Linked DNA regions of Mus musculus: regions 2 and 3 are each linked to region 1. Evidence: chromatin contacts called from public HiChIP or PLAC-seq and promoter capture Hi-C data. All regions are on one chromosome and are shown on one strand. The core of a region is the stretch at or near the end of the contact, and the rest is flanking DNA. Distances in the headings are between cores, read along the strand shown. Region 1 holds the start of 2810410L24Rik (RIKEN cDNA 2810410L24 gene). Region 2 holds the start of Cep295nl (CEP295 N-terminal like). Region 3 holds the start of Cybc1 (cytochrome b 245 chaperone 1).

Evidence for each region. Promoter capture Hi-C pulls out the DNA fragments that hold promoters and counts their contacts. HiChIP or PLAC-seq counts read pairs in DNA pulled down with a chosen protein or histone mark.
Region 2: an HNF4G HiChIP or PLAC-seq map of pancreatic cancer cells shows a contact between it and region 1. The contact joins the promoter of Cep295nl here to the promoter of 2810410L24Rik in region 1. A contact is called at or near these places in 2 of 115 datasets of contacts at active chromatin or transcription factors (embryonic stem cells and pancreatic cancer cells).
Region 3: a contact with region 1 is called in a promoter capture Hi-C map of pre-B cells, with 2.5 times the contacts expected there. The contact joins the promoter of Cybc1 here to the promoter of 2810410L24Rik in region 1. A contact is called at or near these places in 2 of 39 promoter capture datasets (the C10 cell line and pre-B cells).

The regions. Positions count from the first base shown.
Region 1 is chr11:120,187,259-120,191,998 of GRCm38.p6, reverse strand. It overlaps 2810410L24Rik (RIKEN cDNA 2810410L24 gene), which reads left to right and starts at 2,143. Exons shown (of 3, transcript NR_030682.1): 1 at 2,143-2,559; 2 at 3,323-3,510; 3 at 4,248-4,740. It also overlaps Gm9734.
Region 2 is chr11:118,340,165-118,344,904 of GRCm38.p6, reverse strand. Cep295nl (CEP295 N-terminal like) reads left to right here and starts at 2,371. Exons shown (of 3, transcript NM_021440.2): 1 at 2,371-2,592; 2 at 3,232-3,328. The region is part of intron 1 of Timp2 (tissue inhibitor of metalloproteinase 2); the gene reads left to right.
Region 3 is chr11:121,226,727-121,231,466 of GRCm38.p6, reverse strand. It overlaps Cybc1 (cytochrome b 245 chaperone 1), which reads left to right and starts at 2,158. Exons shown (of 7, transcript NM_144832.2): 1 at 2,158-2,428; 2 at 2,997-3,139; 3 at 4,183-4,224; 4 at 4,625-4,698. The coding sequence starts at 3,055.

The DNA of each region.
Region 1 (4,740 bases), core at 894-3,393:
TTTATGAGCACTGACTGCTCTGCCAGAGGTCCTGAGTTCAATTCCCAGCAATGGGGTCTGATGCCCTCTTCTGGTGTGTCTGAAGAGAGCAATGGTGTACTCCTATACAATGTAACTACTGAGACTCAAACCCAGGTCCTCTGCAAGTGCTAGACAAGTGCTCTTAATCACCGAGCCAATTCTGCAGCCAGGGCCAGTGGTTCTAACTTGTGCTGCTCTGTACTGTTCAGTGCTCCCATCAGTGTTCCCATCCAGTAGTCCAGTCTCTATGCACTGGGCCTCCTGTGCTGCTGAGAACCTCAGTGGAGGCTCTAAGGCCAAGAGAACTCCTTCACATATGACTCTCCAGGGCATCTGCTTAGTTTCAGTCCACTGAGCACAGCCCAGGAAGAGATTGTCTCCACAGACTCCCACCCATCACCCTGACAGAGATCCCAGAATTCCACAGTTTCCTCTGAGAGGCTCTCCTTGGAGCCCTCCTGCCGGCCAGCAGTTTCCCTCCCATGCTCCCTCTTGCAGGAGCAGTGCCCTGACTTGTCTCCCAGGCACTCTTCTTGTTCTCTAGTTGTAATGGATTTTAAAACTTTTCTATCATTTCTAGGGCTTGAGGGTGGGAAGAGAGGCTATTAGGAATTATCTTGACCACTATCTTGATTCAATCCCTCTTGGTCTAAAAAAAAAAAATCAGTTTGTGTCCACCCTGGGGTGCTTAATCCCTGGGAGCTGAACTTCAAGGTCGATTTGATCACCACGTCTGTGGTTTGCAACCATAGCCGGACAAGTCCTAGATCCTGAGTGCTGCAACTTGCCCTTCAGTTAGCTACAGGCCCTCTCAGGATCCCTGGACTTCTGAAAAGAGGAATTTCAAAACAGAGCCATAAAGGTGGCTGAGTACTGCCTTCAGCAACAGGGAATTAGATGTTAGCTTCTGTGACAACCTCCTGGGAGATGCTGGGATTGATAGCGCTCAGGTGGAGCCCTGCAAATCCAGGGTTGTAATGTACCTCATTTACCTCCGGGGCTCATTTTACCATCGGCGGCACCAGATTACAGCCCCTACATCAGGTGGTTGTTTTCCTTTTCTTCTTGGTTTGCGGATTTCACTTGGAGCCAAGATGCAGAAAGGGAGAAAAGGTTGGGAAACACCTCCAGGTCTGAGACCAGGACAAGGCGGTGAACTCAAGAGGAGACACCTGCCTGCTCCTGTAGGTATGGCTTGGCTCTTGTTTGTCTCCTGCACTTGCTGCCCTGGCGTGGCTTGGGGCACACTTGAGATGTATCTTTCCCTGTCTGTCTGGGGCAAGCCAGCAACAGCTCTCTGGCCGTGGTCCACTTTAGCCTGAATATTTTTCAGCACTCGATATTTCTCCGCTCAGAAAGCAAATGAGTCGCTGCCCACTAAGGTGGTCCTGGGGCAGTGGCCCCCAATCCTGTAGTCCTTCCTGAGAGGGCCTATGCACCTCTGCCCCTGAACTCAGAGACGCCTTGAAAGCTGAACATCACATTATTACCACTCGATCTCAGAGAACCTTCCTGACTTCTGGGGATGTTGCACACCCTGAATTTCAAAGTTCAAGGCACTGCGTGTCCCGGGTGCAAGGGGCCATTCTAAAATCAAATCCCCTGGGGCTTCCTCTCCCTAGAGTCCAGATATGATTCCCTTACACTTCCTTCCGGATTTGGGGGCATCTTTCCAGATAGTGGAAAGGAATCCAAAATTTGTAATTCCACGGCGGAGCCAGCTCGAAGCTGCAGACACTCTCGGCCTCAGAGCCCAGATCCTGAAAAGCTTACCAGTTTACCGTATCTTCTCGGGGAAATAGACCCTCCTCTTCGGCCACACCTCCTGGATCATCTATTGGCCAACCTGAGCACCGCCCACGCGATGCCATTGGTTTGCACCGGCTGCCCAGACAAAGGGAGCGGCCGCTGCGGGAGGCGATGGGGCGGGGCTAGGCGGAGGCGCTGGGGCAGGCGGGGACGCTGCCCTCATGGAGGCGGGGCGGGGGCCTCCACGTGGGTGGGGCTGGGCGCCCTCCCCACCCCCACGAGGGCCGCGGCCGTGGGGCGCTGGTAGCTCTCCCGCCCCTCCGCCCTGCACCCCTCCCGCCCTAGGGCTCTTTCCTGGACTGCGGCTGCAGCCTTCTCTTCCCGGAGGGCTCAGAGTTCGTCCCCTTTTCGCGATTGGGAACGTGGACACGCCGGAGCCTGGATGCAGAAGGGCGCGCGGGAACAGGGAGCTGGTGCGCGAGCCGCAGCCCAGCGTCCAGGCCGCCCCACTCTCTGCTGATCCAAAGGACTAGGGAAACCCTGCGCGCCGACGGTGGCCTGGACGTTGGCGCGGGCCCTGGCGCTAAAAAACGGATCCCATTTCCAGAAAGGCGGGCCGGGTATCCCGCTCCTGCCTCCTGGAGAATTAGCTCGGCGGAGGTCGACCAGCCGGGTAGGGAGGGAGGGATGGAGGGACAGGCCTAGGGTCGACCAGCCGGATAGGGAGTAGCTTCTGGGAGCTCCCTTGCCTACGGAGGGCCGGTGAGGCTGCCCTCAGAGCGCCGCCAGGTACGTGCTTTTTCCTTGTTTCCCGCGCGCCCAGAGCACACTCTGGGGAGGGAAGGAATAAAAACCCAGCTGGTGTGTAGGAGATTTTCGCACCAAACGTGTCTTTCTGAGGGGTCCTGGGACGGTAGCCGAACTCGGGGTAGCCTCCTGAGCTGTATTCTGGAATCCCTACTGGGCTCTCCACCACCCGTAAGACGGGCTTGGAGCCAGTTCCTGTGGAAATGCGCGTCACTTTCTTCAGAGGCCCACGAAATTCATCCAGGACTCCATGGGTACTACAGCAAGATGGCTCTGTTTCGAAGTGGTTCATACAGTTATCCCCCAACCCGGAAACCTAGAATTCTCGTTTTCTGAACCGGGATGTTTACTTTAGGGAAACCTGGTCTTGGCTTCTGCTGCGCGCCGGGTGTCTAGGAACGAATCCCTCCTGGATCCGGGAACCCCAGATTTGCGGGGTTAGGAGATACCCTCAGAGTTGTGGTTTTTTGTTGGTGGTGGTTTGTTAAGAGCCTGGTAGCTGAACTGGAGCGGGCCCCGTCCCCTCCCCCATACCCACTTCAAACAAAAGAGCTCCTCCGAGAATATTTTTTAAGGGGAAAGCGCTTCTGAATGTGGACCCTCAGTTCTCCCCGCCCCCCGTTCCGAGGAAGGACAAGGGTTTTATATGTGTGTTTAAAACAAAGGCGAAGCTAGACGCGAGTTGCCGGGAAAGGGCCGCTTTTATTTTAAAGTTCTTGAAGAATTCACTTTCTTTTCTCCCAAGTTAGCTGCAGCTGAGCCAGAAGCGTCCCCACTGGCTTACCCGATAGTGGGATTTTACACGGTGTCGGCTAAGGGTGGCTTTGTGAGAAGACCATTTCAGAAGAAGAAACGGGGCTCTGGCTGGTGGGGTAGAAACCCCTATGGAATGAAAAGTACTCCCAGTCTCTTTGAGGAAGATTGCAAAGTAAGGTGGGTTGTTTTTCTTTTGTCCCATCCTTCCCACCCCTTAAATTAGAAGAAAAGGCCCCCAAGCGTGCAGCACCAGGTGGACGTTTGGAAGCTGCGAGTGGAATCTCGTTTAAAAACTTCCGGCCCCACGCACACCAAGTATCCATCTTCGTCGTAGTTGGGGTGAGGAAGAGTGTGACTTCCCTACCCAGAGTCTGGTTGAGCACGGATCCCGCCGAGGAGAGAAGGGTCCCGGCCGGGGGGAAGGTCCCTCTTTCTGGGACAAAGCGATCCTTAATTGTGGCCACCTTCCAAAGTCCGGGGCGAATTCGCTACGCGCGTCTGCCCGGGCGGCGCTTGGTGGGTAGTCCCGCTTCCACCAAAACTCTGTGTTTCCTTTCTCTCAAAATAAAACTCAACAAGCCATAAAGCTTCCGACGCCGGTGGAGAAGGCGCCGCGGATTTATGGCCCCTGAATTCCCTACTCTCTAATTATCCTTGTTTTTACTTGACTTATGGGTAGTGACCAATAAAATCATTTTCCATTTTGGATTTTTTTTTTCTCTCTGGCTAACATGAAAAATTCAAGTTGCGCCCTTCTCTCACCCGCTTGGACAAACCTTTTTTCTGAACGGGGTTGGGGATAAAAGAACCCTGCCTCCATCTTTCGCCTCTACTGAGGGCTGTCCTGTCTCCCAATTCCCCGATTAATTGCATTTAGGGGAGAGCTGCCTCCACCCCTTCTCCCTCCACTCTAGGGCCTTTCTGCGGATCTTTCCCTAGAAACCCCGCTGGGCTCCGGCTCTGAACAGCACCGGAGGACTGCAACGCCCACCCAGGCCCTGCTGCGGGTCTCCGGTGGCCTCAGCTCCTGTCGGGTAACCTCCCTAGGCCTCCCGGAACGCTCACCGGAGCTCGAGCCTTTGGACGTTCAGGGGGCTCCAACTTTATGTGGGGATCCCCGGACCGCCAGTGCCTGCCTCCCCACCCCCCACCCTCATCCCTTTGTTCGCCTCTCCGGACACCGAGTTGAAGGCAGGAAAAAAAAATAATTAGATGGAAATCAAAGATTAGACGGGGTGCGCTGGCCGCCAGGGCGAAGCCAGCCCAACACTCCGCCGGCGCCTCATAAATCTTTTTCGCAGGCCTGACAAAAGCCACGTCCTCCAGTTCCCTGGGAATCTAGAAACTTATCGATCTCCTCGACGTCCCCCAGACACCCCTCTTTGGGATCGAGGACGGAGAGTCCTT
Region 2 (4,740 bases), core at 1,122-3,621, 1.8 Mb after region 1:
TTTTTTTCATTTTTTCTAAAATAGACATGAGCTATACATGTATTTTTTAAGTTTGTACTTGCTAGGATTGTCTAATAACCAGCCTAGTACCATCTAGACTTGGTTGGTCTCAGCCAGCGAGGCCTGTGTCATCTAGCAGAGTGGATATTTAGGTTGTTTGTTTGTTTGTTTTGCTTTGTTGTTGTTGGAGACAGGATCTCATGTAGCTCAGGCTGGCCTTGATTCTCCAGCCTTCATCTCCTAAGTGCTGGGATTACAGGCACATACTATGATACCTAGTGTGACAATGCGGATGACTTTCTATATGTGTGTTTGCATGAGTGCACATGTGTGTGCCAACGTGCATATGTATATTAACGTGCCAGCAATTAATCTATAGTACCATGCCCTAGGAGTCCTACACCTTGTTTTTTTGAGACAGTGTCTCTCACTAGGCTAGTCTAGATGGCCATTGAGTCCCCTGGGGAATCCCCAGTCTCCCTCTACCCAATGTGGGGATTACAAGAGCTTGCCACTATTCCTAGCTTCTCTGTCTCTGTCTCTCTCTGTCTCTCTGTCTCTCTCTCTGTCTCTCTCTCTGTCTCTCTCTCTCTCTCTCTCTCTCTCTCTCTCTGTGTGTGTGTGTGTGTGTGTGTGTGTGTAAGACCCGGGGGCTCATTGGTTAGGCAGGGTTGGCTGTCCAGTGACTCCCATGAGATTCACTTCTTGTCTGAACCGTCTCAGCCCAGGGATTGCAAGCATGAGCCTCCAAACCCCCAACCCACCCCAGTTTGATGCTGAAGGTCAAACTTAGGTCCTCATGCCAACTCAGCAAGCACTTTCTCAGACTGAGCCAGCACCTCTCCAGCTTGCTGGTTGGATTAATATAGAGCTTGGGGTCTCTGGGAACAGCAAGGGAGGTGTCAGGAGAGCCAAGAAGGCCAGGGCCAGGGGTGGCAGCATCACCTTCATTCCAGAACAGACCCAGTGAGAACAATCATGGAAACCGAGAGCACTGAGCCTGCTGGGGCAGGCTGAAAGAGCCACCTGGCAAAAGTGCCAGCATATTCTAGAAGCCTCTCTCCAGGGACTTTTCTCTTGCTGAAGGTTTGATGTAAGACCAGGAAGAAGAAGATGAAAGAGACAGAAAGATCAACCCCAGGGCTCTGTTTGTGAGTTCTCCAGAGAAACAGAATCAACAGAGAGAAGGCCCGGGCTTTGGAGTGGGAATGGGGCTCCCACAGTTTGAAAGAGCCCACACTGGTATCTGCAGACCAGAAAGCAGTGGTGTGATTTCATCTGTGAGTGGGGGTGGATAGTCTCTAGAGAGCAAAGGACAAGGGACCAGGAGGAGCCCAGATGGCTGGAGACAACAGATATTCATTCACACCCGACATCGTCTGGATCCCCAAGCTTGGACACCCGTAGCCCAAGCAGTATGATTCAAAGTTAATCCCATGCAGAAACACCTCCACATTTACCAGCTCGCTGGGTGTCCCTTAGTTCATTAACCAGCTGAGTATTCCCCGGTTCAGTCAAGTTGACACAGAAAATAAACCATCACAAGAGTGTGAGAAAGGGGACCGGAAAAACAGAGGCGGCTTTCGTGGAGAAAGTTCCTCGTGTGGGGATAACGCATATGCTGGTCCAAGTCAGTGGGCAGTGGCTTTTCCAGGGGCTCATTCCATCCGGCCACAGCCTTTGGTTCCAGGTTCAGCTCCTCTCATCTTGCGTTCTCCACAGCTCGGCCTGCCCTGCCCTTTACTTTTCCTCGATAGGAGGAACTTTAAGCTTGACTCTTTACGAAGCCACCTTCCCCAAAGTAAACCCTCAGTGGTCTTACTTTTAGAGGATGCTCCAGCACAGTCAAGGATGTCTAGCTTTGAGGTCTAAGGAGGTTTAAGAATGAACGAGGAGCCGGAGCTAGGATTCTTTCTTCTCCTGCCTCAGTCAGCTTCTCAGAGCTGTTGGGAAGTAGCCCATACCCTCTGCCCGAGTCCAGCCAGCTGCTGTCTCTGCACGAAGAGGGATGGGAAGCGCCTGTCCTTGAGATCTTTACGTATGTTTGTCCTCTTAATGTTCTGACAGCTGGGGTGGGAGAGCACAGCCTGAGGAGGTCGTGATGCTGCCAGTCTGAGGGGAGGGAGCACTCCTCCAGGCTGTGGCTGTGAACTGAGGCTTTCTACATTGCTCATCAACACCTCTTCAAACAGACTGCTTTCAAAAAGCTCACAGTCCCTGCCACTTGAGACAAATCTCTGATTGCTTTTCTCACCTGGAAACTTGTCCTCTGGCTGGCCTGTCTCTGTATCTGACCTCACCCCTGAGGTGATGTCACAGCACCACAGCTCTGCTGTTCCCATGGCAACAGCCTCCCTTGGTTAACCAGACAGGGCAGACAGGGCTGCTGGCAGAGGTGGGGAGTGGTAATTCCACCTAACCTGGGTCAGTGACCCCTGAAACCCCACTTGGACCACCTTAGGACAAGATTGCGGTGTCTGCCCCTTCTCCGCTGGGAGGGGGGGTCTTTTGTGCCGGCTGTTGGGGGAGAACGTGTGACCAGGCCACGTGACCTGATGCAGATTTAAAAGTCCGTCTTACCAGCAAGAATAGGTGCTGACAGCGGGGGGCTGGGGGTGGGAAGACAAGATGCTCTGAGGAGTGGGAGGTGTCATGACATTAAGAATGGCAGCTGGGTGCCCCTGAGCTGGCTAGGGACTTGGAAAGGTGGTGAACACCACCCCTATATTTAGTAAGGCCCCACCTGCATCAGCCACAAGTGCCCCTCTTGATTGGTGGATGCCTGAACCCTGAGGTCAGAGGGCAGCTTACCACAAGGTCTGTCTGCGGGGATCTGAGCTTGTTCCTCACCCCCTCAACTGGCTGCCCTGCTCTCCTGGTAGAGCATGGGGGAATGGTCAGATGTCCGCGTGTAGCCCCACCCCCAGAATCTGGGTGAGAAAGGGGCTGTGAGCTTGGCTAAGACATACTTTGCCACGCCTTCCCCAGGAGAGATTCTGACACCACTTCAAAAAAAACAAAAAACAAAAACGCAGCCCAGCGCCTTTAGGAATGACCTTTCTCTGGAACTTAGCTGAGGGAGGAGGGGCCAGAAACGGGCCATGAGGCCGCGTACTGTGTCGTAGAGTATAGAGAAATGGGGTTAGAAACATCTCTGATGTTTATTTCACCTGGGCTTGGCTTGGATGCCTCCAGTGATGGGTGTCTCATTGCCTACCCAATGATTTTAAGACAGCTCCATAGAAAGTGCCTCCTTTCACCCGGCCAGCCTTTGCCTCCCTGTAATGTGTCCTCATTGGCCTGGCTCAGTCATCTGGAGACGCATACCGTAAGTACCACCCTCTCCCCACATAACTGGCCGAGCATCTGGGTGGTCCTCACAGCGATGGGAGAAACTGCTGTCACTCACTTCACAGATGAGGGGCTGAGATAGCATTGATCACCACCTCTCTCTGGGCGCACAGTGTACCACCTGCCCTCCTCCCAGATCCTCCAGCCCTGCAGAGGTTTCTGCCTTTTGTCATTGTCCTGAGATCTTGCTAGCATTCCTGGCCTCTTCTCTCCTTTCTCAGAACCATCTGGGAAGAAACTCTTTGCATGTCCGACTCTCCCTTGCTCTGCTGACATTTAGTCTGGCTGTTGTTACTCAAGCATCTATACATTTCTTATTATCTGGTATATTCCTAGCCATTTCAACACTTAAATGTGCTCCCCTGCGCCCCGCCCCGCCTTGCCCCGCCCCCAAAAGGGTTTCTTTGTGTAGCCCTGGCTGTCCTAGAACTCACTCTGTAGACCAGGCTGGCCTCGAACTCAAAACTCTCGCTGCCTCTGCCTCCTGAGTGCTGGGACTAAAGGCATGTGCTACTGGGCTTGGCTGTCACACTTTCGATTTGTTGGTTGGGCTTTGTGACACCAGAGGCCCACATCAGGTGTCTTCCTTGCTTCCGTATATATCGAGACAGGATCTCTCACTGAACCTGGAGCTCACCAACTTGGATACCCTGCCTGGCCAGTGAGCACTAGGGCTCCCCCAGTCTCTGCCTCCCCTATAGTGGGGTCACGGGCATGAGCTGCTGAGCTCAAGTATTTTGCATGGGAGATCTGCACTCAGGTCCTCTTGCTCACACAGTAAGAGCTTTGCTGACTGAGCCACTTGCTCAGCCCCTCATTGTGCCTTGAAAATGATTATCCCGTGACCTTGTCACAGACACTTCTCATCCCTTTGACATCACAGACCCCAGTCTGCCCATCAGCTTCCTGGACCTTAATGTTGTCTTTACCTTCAACATTGGCCTGAGCTCCCTTCAAGCCAGGTGCTGTTCTCAGTGACAGAGGCCATATCATATGCTGCTGAGACACCCTGACTGTGGAGACAGTCTGTGGAGACTGAGGGCCCAGCAGCCACATCACCGAAATGCCTCTCTTTATGTCTGAGCCCGGGATGTCTGGGCTGTCCAGCAGAGGATTAGATTCTTCTCAGACTGTGGACAGAAATCACCCTGGGGCTCTGAGTGGCCGTGTGGCTCCCAGCCACAAACAGTGCTTGGGTCTCCCAAGCCCCCATACTCTGACTGATGGAATGGGTGAGATTTGCTTGTCTTCCTTTTGCATTCTGTCCTGTCAGGTTTGACCGGGGATACAAGCTGTTGAAAGAAAATCTTTGTGATCCGGGACTGGTGGCACAAGGCCTGTAATCCTAGCACTGACGAGGCCGAAGGAGGAGGATCGCAAGTCGTAGGC
Region 3 (4,740 bases), core at 909-3,408, 1.0 Mb before region 1:
GAGGACTCTGAGTTGGAGGCCTGCCTGGTCTACATAGTGAGTTCTAGTGTAACAGGGCCCCAGGCCTTAGCACAACTGACTCACGATGGAGGTACCATTCAAGCTGTAATCTCGGCACACAGCACAGTCATGGCTAACATTATGTTCATGGCTAACGCTAATGTTATGTTTACAGTTTAAAATCTCTGGGCTTTTTGAGAACTGCAAAGCAAAATTAGACTTCCAAATGTTAAGGGCTGTTAAAGGTTACTTTTTAAATTTCTGTTTCTGCTTCGGTAAATAAAGCTTGTTTTGCATAAGAGGACCTTCTGCTTGTACTAGCACAGAATGTAACTTGTGGTTTTTGCCTTTATAAACCCCTGACTGAGGTGACTGGGGACTGCATTCAGGAATTCCGAGTCCTGGGTGTAGACCTGGTGCCAGTCTATAAATAAAAGCCTCTTCTTAAACTGGGCAGTTCCCAGCACTCAAGAGACAGAGGCAGGTAGATCTCTGTGTATTTGAAGCTAGCCTGGTCTACAGAGTGAGTTCCAGGACAGCCAGGTTTTGAAAAAAAAAAAAAAAAAAAGGAGAGGGAGAGATAAAGAGAAAGAGAAAAAAAGAAAAAAAAAGAGAATAAATCCAGCTTTAAACTGAGTATAGCAGCGTGTGCTTTTAATTCTAGCACTCGCAAGACAGATTGGGCCAGATCCCAGAGTTCCAGGCCAACCAGAAATACATGCACACACTCACACACGCACATCATACAGACAAGCAAAAACAACAAAAAACAGGGATCGAGAGTTGGCTCAATAGTAAAGAGTACTAGCTACTTTCCCAGAGGTCCTGAGGTTCAATTCCCAGCAACCACATGGTGGCTCACAACCATTTGCAATGGGATCTGATGCCCTCTTCTGGTGTGTCTGAAGACAGCTACAGTGTATTCCTATACATAAAATAAATAAGTAAATATTAGAGAGAGACTGCCTCATCCAGTTTTCTCAGTATATACTGTAACTATAAATTGACAAAACTTCAAGGGTCATGCTGTGTACTTTTATAAAGTCATTATAAAATTAGGAATCCCATAACAAGTAGATCTAAAGAGAACGGTAAAGTAATGGAAATCTCTGCTCCAGCATGCCGTCCTAGCACCCACAGATCATCGTAGGTATGTTGGAGGCAAACTACAAAATAGGAACATGTGATCCAGGTTTTACGTCACTAGTTATTGTGTGTTAGGTCTGAAAGAAACCGGGGACAAATGGCTAACTGAGGTGCCTATTGACCATCAAAGTAGATGATGGCCATGCTCTCAGCAAGTACCTGTTACAGAGTCCTGACTCCTCAGCTCTTGCCCACTACCCTAGACCTCTCTAACCCTGCCCAAGCCCCTGCCTTCCCTTCCCTTCCCTCCCCTCAACTCCCCTCCCCTTCCCTTCCCTTCCCTCCAACTTCTCTTTGCCTATAAAACCCAGACATCGTGACTACGTGCTGACATCTGACATCGTGACTACGTGCTGTCTGCCCTCTTGGTCTTTTGTCTCCATCTCGCCTCTCTTCATCTCTTACTCTGCCCCTCTCTCTTTCCTCTCATGGCTCTATTCTGCTGGACATGTTCAACCAGACGCTTCCATATGTGCTTTCCCTCACATTTACAATAAGAAACTCGTCAACAATACCTAGGAGTGGCCATGTCCCCACTTTCATTTATTGTGCATCTTTTGTTAGATTGACCTCGGGTAGTCAGATCATGTTTGCTATACCTTAGGCATCTGGTGAATATGACCTCTTATCATTTCCTGAAAATTACAGATCTAGCCAGGAGGCGGTGGCACACACCTTTAATCCCAGCATTCGGGAGGCAGAAGCATGAAGATCCCTCTGAGTTCCAGGCCAGCCAGAGCTACACAGAGAAACCTTGTCTGGAAAACCCAAAAAACCCCCCAAAAACAAACAAACAAAAAAACCCAATCCAGATCCACTCACTCCCCAGGCTTCTAAACCACGCCCATATCCTGCTTAACTAGGAAACCTCCTTGAGTGACATCTTTCTTGGTTGGCCAAGGGGCTAAATTCAGGTGCCCTACCTGTCCCTGTCCCCAGGAGTGTGAAGCACAAAGGCACAACCCCCGACTGCGTAATCACTCAGTCTCCACCCCTGGGAGGTTCCCACCCAGCTCTTATCCCGGAAGTCTGCGGAACAGAAGTCCGGAAGTTCGAGGGGCTGTTCTCTCCCACTCATTCTCCTACAAGTCCCTCGTTGTCCGCATAGGTGCGTGTCCTACAACTTTTCGGGTTCCGACCCGCCGAGCCCTGTGCGGGTCATCGCTTGCGGATCTGGACCAGGCGCAAGGCAAATTGAGGAAGCCGGGCGTGTGCACTCCGGAGGAGGAGCCAGCGTAACGGGCCGCTAGTGGAGCTTGTTGGTAACTGAAGCCAGAGGGAGGCAAGTTATGTGCCTAACTAGGATTCTTGAGGATGTAGGGTATGAAGCTTGATTGCCCCTGGGAATCCAAGGAGCCACTCAGAACTGGGGCCTTGGGTGTTAATCTCCAGACGTCCTGCCGCAGTGTCCCATTAATTCGGCGCATTTGGGCCATTGTTAGGTAGTCTGGCGTCAATAACAGGGATCTGACAGCTTATGAATGTAGAGACTCATACACGATGGTACTTTCACTTCCCGTTCTTGGTGGGAAGAGTTGTTTCTGGAAGATTCGGGTAAGGTGCCGGAAGCCTGAGTTGTGTGTGTGTGTGTCGGGGCGGGGGAGGGGGAGGGGGCTTACTAATGGAACAACTTAAAGATAAGAGTTCAGTCAAGAAAAGGGTTCACAAGACTGGGGGCTTGGAAGTGAGTTCAGACCAACACCAAATTTGTGAGCTGTGTAGCCCCGATGCCCATACATAATTGTGAGTTAAGTGGGCTCATAAGAGAAAGGTGTTCGGGGTCTGCTGTGGACCTTCCCCTGGCCTCCTGACTGGACTAATGAGGTGCTGCCTATGTGCACTGGTTGCAGGCTTCAGTTGTGTTTTTCCAAGCCTGGTCGGCTGTGCAGTAGAGCCCAGGTTCCAAGAATGTATATGCAGGTGGAGACACGCACCAGCACCCGCCTCCATCTGAAGAGGGCTCCAGGCATCCGGTCTTGGTCCCTGCTGGTCGGTAAGGCTTCCCACCCCCCACCCCACCCCCAATCTAAAAAGCGACGTAAACAGCTTCTTTGTGTTCTATTAGAGGTTCTCAATACAAGGCCTTGATAAAGCATGTTTCATTAACCCTCAGGGTGCCTTTTCTTTCAGATGGCATGCAGGACCGACCCCCTTGCATGCTAGGCACACTCTAACACTGAGATACCCTCCCTGCCTTGCAAGCTGGGCACACTTCTTTAACACTGAGATGCCCTCCCAGCCTATCTGCTTTTTATGAGGTCACTATAGTTTTCCTTCTGTGTGACAGGTGATCATGGGTTCCCATCTTTCCTCTTCCCTGGCTCAGACCTCTTCATAAGCGCACTTAGCCTCTTCCTCCATCGCTGCCTGTCAGAAGGCTCTTGTATCTCAGGGACAGGTGCACTTGTGTTGGCTGGGCTGTACAGTCTGAGGTGAGGCACTAGCTGTGGCTTCAGCAGCATCTCTGCAGTCTGTCCTTATGATATACACATGCTTTTCTGCATGTTATGCTCGGGTGTTGTTATAATTCTGTAAGTAGTCTTCATCCCTCATCCCATGTAAGCAATACCTACCTCAGGGTCATTTGTGCGTTTGTCATTTGTTTGCAGACAAGTCTGGTGAATGCCATGATGGGATATCTTGCTTTTTATTTAATTTTATTTTTAAACTATGTGTGTATCTATATGGGGGTTCTATGCAGGTACGTATAGGTGCCTGTGGAATCCAGAAGAGCATTAGCTCTCTTGGAGCTGAAGTTGCATGAGGTTGCGATGGCCTGACATGGGTGCTGGTGCTGAGTACTGAACTGGGTCCTCTGCAAAAGTAGTATATACTCTTAATCAGTAAGCCCTCTTTTCCAGTCCCCTTCTCCTCCGTTTTGAAACAAACATCTTAGCTGGCTCACCAACTCTGTACTAGGTAGCCTCTACCTGTTGCCCCTGAACAAGCTGTGCTACCATGAGACAGCTATAGCACTGTGAAGAAATGGGTCTTCCCTTGGCTAGTTAACAAGGTACTCTCTCCCTCTCTCTACAGGAATATTATCCACTGGCCTGGCTGCTGCCTATTACAGTGGAGGTAAAGTATGTTCTCCCCTTCAGCTTCCTTGCACTTGGAAATGAACAAAAAGCAGTCTTGGTGTGTGTGGCTTTGGGGTGGCCTTGTGTGGGAGATGATCCCAGGCCATGTCTTGTATCTTAAATCTCTTACTGTGTTACAAAGTCCTCTTGTAAAGCTCTTTAGCATTTGCCTGTCACCTTGCAGGGAGGATGTGTCCCATCTCCATGGCAAGGCTGTATCGATCTACCCATCCTCTAGGTGGAATTAGGCAGAGTTTGGGGCTTAAGTAGCTCCGGTGACAGAAGCACATTACCTAAGCCTCTAATCTGAGCCAAAAGAAAGGTTGGGCTGGGAAGGACCACCTATGGACATCACCTTGGCTCCTGAGCTAATGAGCTGATATACTGTCTGCTTGCAGATAGTCTGGGCTGGAAGCTCTTCTATGTCACAGGCTGCCTATTTGTGGCTGTACAGAACTTGGAAGACTGGGAGGTAAGATGGAACAGTAGGACCCTTCCCGTTCAGAAGCACCTG